2 separate regions of the Mus musculus genome follow, and region 2 is linked to region 1. The links are chromatin contacts, called in public HiChIP or PLAC-seq maps. All regions are on one chromosome and are shown on one strand. The core of a region is the stretch at or near the end of the contact, and the rest is flanking DNA. Distances in the headings are between cores, read along the strand shown. Region 1 holds the start of Nploc4 (NPL4 homolog, ubiquitin recognition factor). Region 2 overlaps Gm39490 (a long non-coding RNA gene).

The links. HiChIP or PLAC-seq counts read pairs in DNA pulled down with a chosen protein or histone mark.
Region 2: a contact with region 1 is called in an H3K4me3 HiChIP or PLAC-seq map of the SCID.adh cell line, with 10 read pairs. The contact joins the enhancer-like site here to the promoter of Nploc4 in region 1. A contact is called at or near these places in 1 of 39 promoter capture datasets (neutrophils), 1 of 15 datasets of contacts at CTCF or cohesin (CD8 T cells), 1 of 484 Hi-C or Micro-C datasets (embryonic stem cells), 5 of 115 datasets of contacts at active chromatin or transcription factors (the SCID.adh cell line, embryonic stem cells, extraembryonic endoderm stem cells and 1 more) and 3 of 9 other capture datasets (adipose tissue, liver and pancreatic islet).

Annotation. Positions count from the first base shown.
Region 1 is chr11:120,435,675-120,439,485 of GRCm38.p6, forward strand. It overlaps Nploc4 (NPL4 homolog, ubiquitin recognition factor), which reads right to left and starts at 2,026. Exons shown (of 17, transcript NM_001195023.1): 1 at 1,825-2,026. The coding sequence starts at 1,839.
Region 2 is chr11:120,507,885-120,511,695 of GRCm38.p6, forward strand. It overlaps Gm39490 (a long non-coding RNA gene), which reads left to right. Exons shown (of 2, transcript XR_880363.3): 1 at 1-64; 2 at 724-866. Among named protein-coding and RNA genes, the nearest start is that of Gm39490, 3.6 kb to the left of the region's middle. Within about 2 kb of position 2,232, at least 143 of the 459 cell types and tissues checked have an H3K27ac peak or open chromatin away from gene starts, as enhancers often do. A contact at or near this core is called in CD8 T cells, the SCID.adh cell line, adipose tissue and 1 more, where this site is marked.

The DNA of each region.
Region 1 (3,811 bases), core at 776-3,275:
GACGCCCTCTTCTGGTGTGTCTGAAGACAGCTACAGTGTACTTACATATAATAAATAAATAAATCTTTTTAAAAAGAAAAGGAAAGAAAAGAAAAGAAATTTTCTTGGAAGAGTGGTTGAGTTTTTAACATTATTCCTACAGAAATTCTTTGAAGACCCCCTTTGAATTCAAAACAAACACGCCTGGAGAGGTGGCTCAGCAGGTACACACACTCACTCTCTGCTCCCGCAGAGCATCTCAGTTCAGTCCCCAGGATCCACAATTGCCTGCCTATAACTTAAGCCCTAGGGGATCCAACACCTTTAGCTTCTAGCAACAACTGCCCTCATGTGTTCACACCCACATATACACATAATTCTTTCCAAATGAGGCTAGTGAGCTGGCTTATGCACAAAGAGCACTGCTTGCTCTTCCAGGGGAACTGGTTCAATTCCCAGCACCCACACAGTCTCTCCCAGCCTGTTCCTGAGGATCCAAAGCCTACTCTGCCCTCCTTAACAACCAGTTGTGGTACACATAGATGAAGGTAAAGCGCCCATACACATAAAATAAATACATAGGTCTTAAAAGCAAAACTCCTAAAATCAACTTCTGAAGAGTATATTAATTCCTTACAACCTGAGAAAGTCGATTTAAGACCCACTGATGCCCAAGTCAGCCTTTGGAACACCTGAACACACTGCTTAACCTCAGTAAAGAGCATTTAAATAAATAGAAATTTAAAAAGCGGATTGACCTACTGATACCTCACCTATTTCTAGGCAAGTCATCTGTGATGGTAAATTTAAGTTTTAAAACTAAGTCAGCCTTTCTTTCTCAGGTTTCTCTGCATCGTCTGCATCCAGGATAGAAAATACAGAGAACAGAAGACCCCTAAATGGAGCTGTGAGGAAAGAGAAGCTGCCCTCAGAGAAAAGCCTTAACTCTTAGCCTGCCATAAATGTCTGCAGTGAGATAAGTGAGGTGGGAGGATGTCAAGGTCAAGGATGGCCTGGGACAAAGTAGTAAGACTGTCTCAAAACACAAACAAAACTCAAGAGCTATACTTCCCTGGAAATCCAGAGAGATGTGATGTTCTCGAATGCAGGAAACCACTGAAGAGCTGTTTCAGGCCTAAGGCAACCACCATGATTCCGATCCCATGGAAATCCCCAATATTCCTCCATGTTGGCCCTAGTTATTCTGTCAGAACGGGTCTGTTACTCCTATCACTTCCCAACCCCTGCCACATATGCTCTGGAGAGAAACTCCCACAGGTTAACAAACGGCTGGTTTTCCTCTCCTTTTACTGACTTATTTCATGGGGCTGGGGGTGACAGTCTCTACTGTCAGGCTAAAAGTGAAATCGGCCTTCTTTATGACACTCCTTTTAAACAGGTGGTCGTCAAGTCGCCTGTGTCAAAGAGGAGCCAATCCCGCCTGTTTTGGGTTGGCCCCCATGGCCGCGTCCTCTGTGGGAAAAGGGTTCCCCTAATGATGCCCTTTTCTTCTCCGGTCGACTCTTCCGGAGTGAAATCGTGACGAGGCACTGTCGGGATGGAGGAGGAGAGAAGGACGTACCGGGCTTCGGGGCCTGGGAGGAGGCCGAGGTCCCTCAGAGCAACCTGCAGCAGCGGGGAAGAAGAAGGCCGCTCCGTTCCGACCGCTCGGCCTCCTTCCCGCCAGCCTTTCCGGGCTCGGCCAGGGCAGGTACCTCCTCAAACCCGGGGCGAGCGAGGAGGAGCCACCGGCTCCGAGCACCGTCCGGCGCTGGCCCGCCCAGGACACCCGCAAATCTGCTGCCTCATCCCAGCGCCCCGCTCCCTCCCGGCCGCCGCACTCACGATGCTCTCGGCCATGGCGGCCGCTCCAGTCTCCGGGCTCGGGCCCCGGGCTCCCGCCGCCTGTCTCCCCAAGGGCCTCGCAGCCCCGGCCTCGGCCTCAGCCCCGGCCCCGGCCTCCCGCCGCCGCCGCCACCGCCGCTCCAGCTTCGCCGCCCGGCTCCGCCAGTGCCGATGTCCGGTGCTTCGCTCAACACACTCCGCCAGGCGGAGAGAGAGGCGAAACAAGGTTCCGGCCCCGCCAACGGCCGCGCGCATGCGCCAAGTGGTGCCGCGCGTCCCTCGTCCGTGCCCCCTCGCCCCCCACCCCCTTCCCCTAGGCTGGGCCCAGGACCCTGGGTTCAGAAGACTGTGACAGGAGAGCCATATTCCTGAAAGTTCGAGCAATGAAAAAAAGCTGCAAGAAAAGGCGAGCGTCGAGATCTCGCTCAAATATAACCGTTACGGAAGTTTTGTACTGTCTTCACAATTTTCCAGCAATGAGCTGGAGTTTCTCCCTTTGTACTGAACTTTGTAACTGCATATGATTTGAAGTAGAAGACTTTTGAAATTTCTTAAGAGGCTAAACGCCTCCGAATTTTTATTTGATTTTTTTGTTGGTTTTTTTTTTTTTTTTTTTTTTTGGCTTCTGTTTTTTTTTTTTTTTTTAAGACAGGGTCTCACTAAATACAACCTTGGCTGTAGACCAGGTTGGCTTGGAACTCACAGTGCTGGGCCTGCCTCAGTGCTGGGATTGAAAGGCAGGCCCCCTTTCCTGCCTCCGATGGTTCGATTTATGAGTGTACTAAACTCCGATTATGTTTTAGACTGTTTTATTTATTTGTTGTTTTAGATATAATATATTTTACTGTGTACATTATATATTGTATATAATGTATATTTATACAATATGTTTTATTGAAAGAACTTGTTAAGACATAGTGTTGGCTGTCCTGGATCTAGCTCTGTAAACCAGGCTGGCCTTGAACTAACAGAGATCCACCTACCTCTGCCTCCCCAGTGCTGGGATTAAGGTTCTGTACCACCACCACCCAACTAAACTTTTTTTTAAAGTTTTTAATATATTTTATATGTATAAATGTTTTGCCTGCATGGATTTGGCTGCACCACAAGTGCCTGATACCTGAGAACATCAGAAGAGGGAGTGGATCCCTTGGAACTAGAGTTTCAGATGATTGAGACCCACCATGTGGGTACTGGAAACCAAAACCAAATCCTCTGGTACAGCACCAAGCACCACTCCAGCCCTGACCTTGAACTTTCGATCTACCTGACTCTGCCTCCTCTTGCTGGGGTTACAGGAGTGTGTCATCACACCCAATTCTGTGGACACTGCGGTAAAACCCAGGCTTCTTAGGAAAGCTCTCTACAAAGTTGTGCACATCCAAGGCCCATTTCTATCCTCGTCTCATGTAGTCCAAGCTGGTTTCAAGTCTGAAATCTTCCTATCTGCTTCCTGGGTGATGGGATTATAGGTGTACACCCCCACACCCGGCTCCCCTCTTAAGTCCATCGAACCATCACTGTCAATGTCAGTGCTGATAACACACAGTTCTGTAACCTCTGTTATTTAATTTGGGCTTATTCATTCCATCAACAAAATTTACTGCATGCTAACTTTGTGTGTGTGTGTGTGTGTGTGTGTGTGTGAGAGAGAGAGAGAGAGAGAGAGAGAGACACGGCCTTTACATTTGGGGGTAGAGGAGGACATAGGCTCCCACCTTGGACCAGTTACCCCACAGGAAGATCAGCTTGCAAGTGTGTAACATGAAGTGGATGTTAACGATGAATTTACGACCAGAGTAAGGACAGAAGTGGAGGGTGAGATAGACGTTAAAATAAGATGACCAGGAGAAGCCGGGCATGGTGGCACACATGCCTTTAATCCCAGCACTCAGGAGGCAGAGGCAGGCAGATTTCTGAGTTCGAGGCCAGCCTGGTCTACAAAGTGAGTTCCAGGACAGCCAGGGCTACACAGAGAAACCCTGTC
Region 2 (3,811 bases), core at 982-3,481, 72 kb after region 1:
GACCATTCCAGGGTGTGGCTGCGGATGGAATGCTTTTACTGTAGATATGAAGGGCTATACAGCTGTAGGTATTTGGTAGGCAGACAGGGAAGGGGGAGGGAGGGAGGGAGAGAAGAGAGAGAGAGGGAGGGGCCAAGAGAGAAACTAATAAAGAGTAGGATCTTGATACCTCATGATAAGGAAATGATAAGGAAGTGAGGAGCCGGGGAGGGAAGCCCACGAGCTGAGGAAATTCAGAGTAGGGGCGGGTTGGGAGGAGCTGAGAAGGGCCAGGATACCAGCATGGGTTCTGTAACAGGTACTTGGGAATCTGAGCGAGCCTGGTGAACAGCATAGACTTTGGTAATGTGCACCACAGCCAGCCAGCCATTCTTCCTGAGCTTCTTTTGGACCTCTTTGGGTCTCTCCTATGCATTCCTTACTAACCTGAAGCACACAACCTAGACCAAGCTGACCTCGAACTAACAGAGTCCACCTACCTCTTCCTCCCAAGTACTGGGATGCAAGGCCATGTGCCTGCCACTAAGTTTCTGGATGTGTCAGGTGATACAGACTCACGTGACTAAGATGGACAGGCTCTTGTGGTGTTCTGCTGAGGCATGATCCGTGGGTGTGTGTGTGTGTATTTGGAGAGGGTATGAAAAGGACTCAATGGACAGTGATGGTGTGCTTGCATAGCTAGCTTTACAAAGCTTTGTCTTTGCCGTTCTTCCTTTCATGGAGAGGCACAGCGGAGAACTTCTCCTGGAATCCCGGCTGCTCCTGTAGCTCCCACTGACTCATGCCGATTCAGCAGCGGAGGACTGGTGGTTTCTGCTAGATCCTGCCCTTGCCGCTGATTCATGTTTGCTATCCTGATGCTACTGAACTGGACTGCTGATATCCTGACAAACAGAGATGGAGTCACCCTAAGGAACTACTTCTAAACAGCTCCACAACCCCTTGTCCTATCTTTTCTCCCCTGCCTTTGGATGGTGGGCTAGAATTGAGGTCAAAGCATGCTTATTAAAAGTAGGTTTAAAAAAATCAAAGCCTACATGCTGTAAGTGTCCATTTTGGCATTTTGGTTCCTTTAAAAAAAACCCACAGAAATATTGTAAGAATGTGTTTTTGGGGGGCTGGAGAGATGGCTCAGTGGTTAAGAGCACTGACTGCTCTTCCAGAAGTCCTGAGTTCAAATCCCAGCAACCATAAGGTGGCTCACAACCATCTGTAATAAGATCTGATGCCCTCTTCTGGTGTGTCTGAAGACAGCTACAGTGTACTTATATATAATAAATAAATCTTTAAAAAAAAAAAAAAGAATGTGTTTTTGTTTTAATCTCAGGTGCGAGGATGGGGCTGCCTCGCAGCAACTGCCTGTGATTTGCCTCGTGCTCTAGCAGGGGTGTGATTTTGTCAGCCGCAGACAGTTTCTGCAGTTATGTGGTGTTTGGAATTCTGGGGCGTTTTGAGAGGTATATCTATGCTAGGGCCCTGAGAGGTGGGGTTGTTGATGTTGTGAGTTGGTGGTTGGTTCCTGTTGGTAGAGGTTTGCTAAGTAGACATGCCTAGAGAATAAACAAGAAGAGATTAGATATCCTGATGGCAAGGATTAAATTTACCCCCAAGGAGCCTGACACCCCTAATTAGCAGGAAATCTAATGATAAAGTCCCTTTTCCTCTATATCCTTTTTTCTCTCCTATCCAGTATTAGGGGGTTGAAAGGGTGGAAAGGGTAGAAGAAACAAGAACCAACAAAGTAGCCAAAGTCAAGCTACAATGTGCCTCTTTGGCCTCTTCCTTTTGTTTGTATCTTAGCTTTACTTATTTTATATATACACAGGTGTTTCACCTGCAGGTGTCCATCTACTCTGCATGCTTGGTGCTGGTGGAGGCCAGAAGGGTCAAAGCCTCTGAGACTGGAGTTATAGCTGGTGTGAGCTGCCATGTGGGTGCTGGGAACTGAACCTTTGAAGGAGCAGCCAGCCACTGAGCCATCTCTCCAGTCCTCGGGTTCCCCTTTGATCTATGAGGCAGTCTCTGCGTTGTTCTCCCACATGGATGGGGATGGGATTCCTGCCTCAGGTGAAGAACTTCCATGGTAGAAAAAGTCCTTGTCTGGGGCTTTTGGGTCTTTGTTCCCTGGCTGCTCCCGTCTTGGTCCTTGGGAAGCCTCCACCCGGTGCTCTCTTGAGCTGACAGTTAACTCTGGCTCTGCCCTTCCTGCTTTCCAGCTACTGCTGACTCACACTTGCCCTGTCCCTCAGGTCTTTAGCTTTTCTCCTAGTCACCTCTGCTACCTTTGTTCCTCCCAGGTGACAAGCTGTGAATGGAAGCAACCAAAACTGCCCTTTGCTCTGTCACTTGAGGATGTCAGAGGTCAAACCTAGACAACCCTCAGCTCTTAGTTTCGTTTAGATTCTATCTGCAGGCAAGGACTTGTCAAATTAGACATCACGTTCTGTAGGCAGAAAAGAATGGGGAGGGAACTCGGGAAGGAAAGAGTGGCTGTAACAGGTTATGTCCCTGTAGAGAAGTTGGCGAGGACAACAGGAAAAAGCCACTTCCTTAACTAACACCGTAGCAGAGGATTAGGGCAGAGGGTATTCCTGCTGTCTGTTGTGGCCTGGAGCTAGGTGTGCTTCTTGCTGTAATCCTTAAACTGGAGGCCAAGGCAAAAGGATTAGGAACTTAATGCTCAGTAGTGAATTGGAAACCAGCCTGGGCTTACATTGAGAGACCAGTGGGGGGTGGGGGCGGGAAATGGGGGCCGCTGGGACATCTGGCGTGGGCTCCTGTCAGCCTGATGATATCTGGAGCATAGACACCACAACCAGAAGCAACGTGGGGTGGAAAGAGTTTATTTCAGCTGAAAACCCCCAGGTTACAGCGTGGAGAGTCAGGGAAGAAAGTGAAGGCAGGAACTGAAGCAGAGGCCCCAGAGCAACGTGTTTATCGGATTGCTCTACAGTTTGCTTTCTTTTCTACCCATCCTCCACCCCACCCCACCCCCGAGGAGGAACAAGGGAAGCTGGATCTTACGCGGGCAAGAGAGAGTGCACACTGAGAACAGAGAAAGCCGCGGGACAAACCGTCACAAAAACAAAACACAAACAAACCCCCAGAGACCAATGGCAAGCTGGGTAAGCAGACCCTCGCTGGACAAGCATGAAGAAAACCGCGATTGCTCTGGCCAGCAAAACTTGGAGGCTTAAAGGAAAAAAAGAAAGGAAGAAAGAAAGAAAAGAAAGAAAGAAAGAAAGAAAGAAAGAAAGAAAGAAAGAAAGAAAGAAAGAAAGAAAGAAAGAAAGAAAAATTAACCCCCAGGAAGCACCCCTGTGAGGAGGGCAAAAAGTAGTGCGCAGGGAGGCACGAGGCAGAATGACCGGAACACACCAGGCACGGACCAGTGAGTGGATCCGCATGCTTTCTTAACACCCCAGATGTCCAAGATGACACCTCCCACTGTGAGCTGTGCCCACCCACATCAAACATAATTTTTAAAATTGCCTGCAGCCAGGCAGTGGTGGCACACACCTTTAATCCCAGCACTTGGGAGACAGAGACAGGCAGATTTCTGAGTTCGAGGCCAGCCTGGTCTACAGAGTGAGTTCCAGGACAGCCAGGCTACAGAGAAACCCTGTCTCGAAAAAAACAAAAAACAAAAACAAAAAAATTGCCCGCAGACTTACCTATAGGCCAGTGTTATGGTGAACCTATCTAGGGCTTCCAAAGCCCACAGAGTTTGTCTCCTAGGTTCAGGCCGGCTCTACCTCACAGCTGCTAATGTCGTTAATGGTCATCCCATGCTACTGGTGTCTCCAAGACG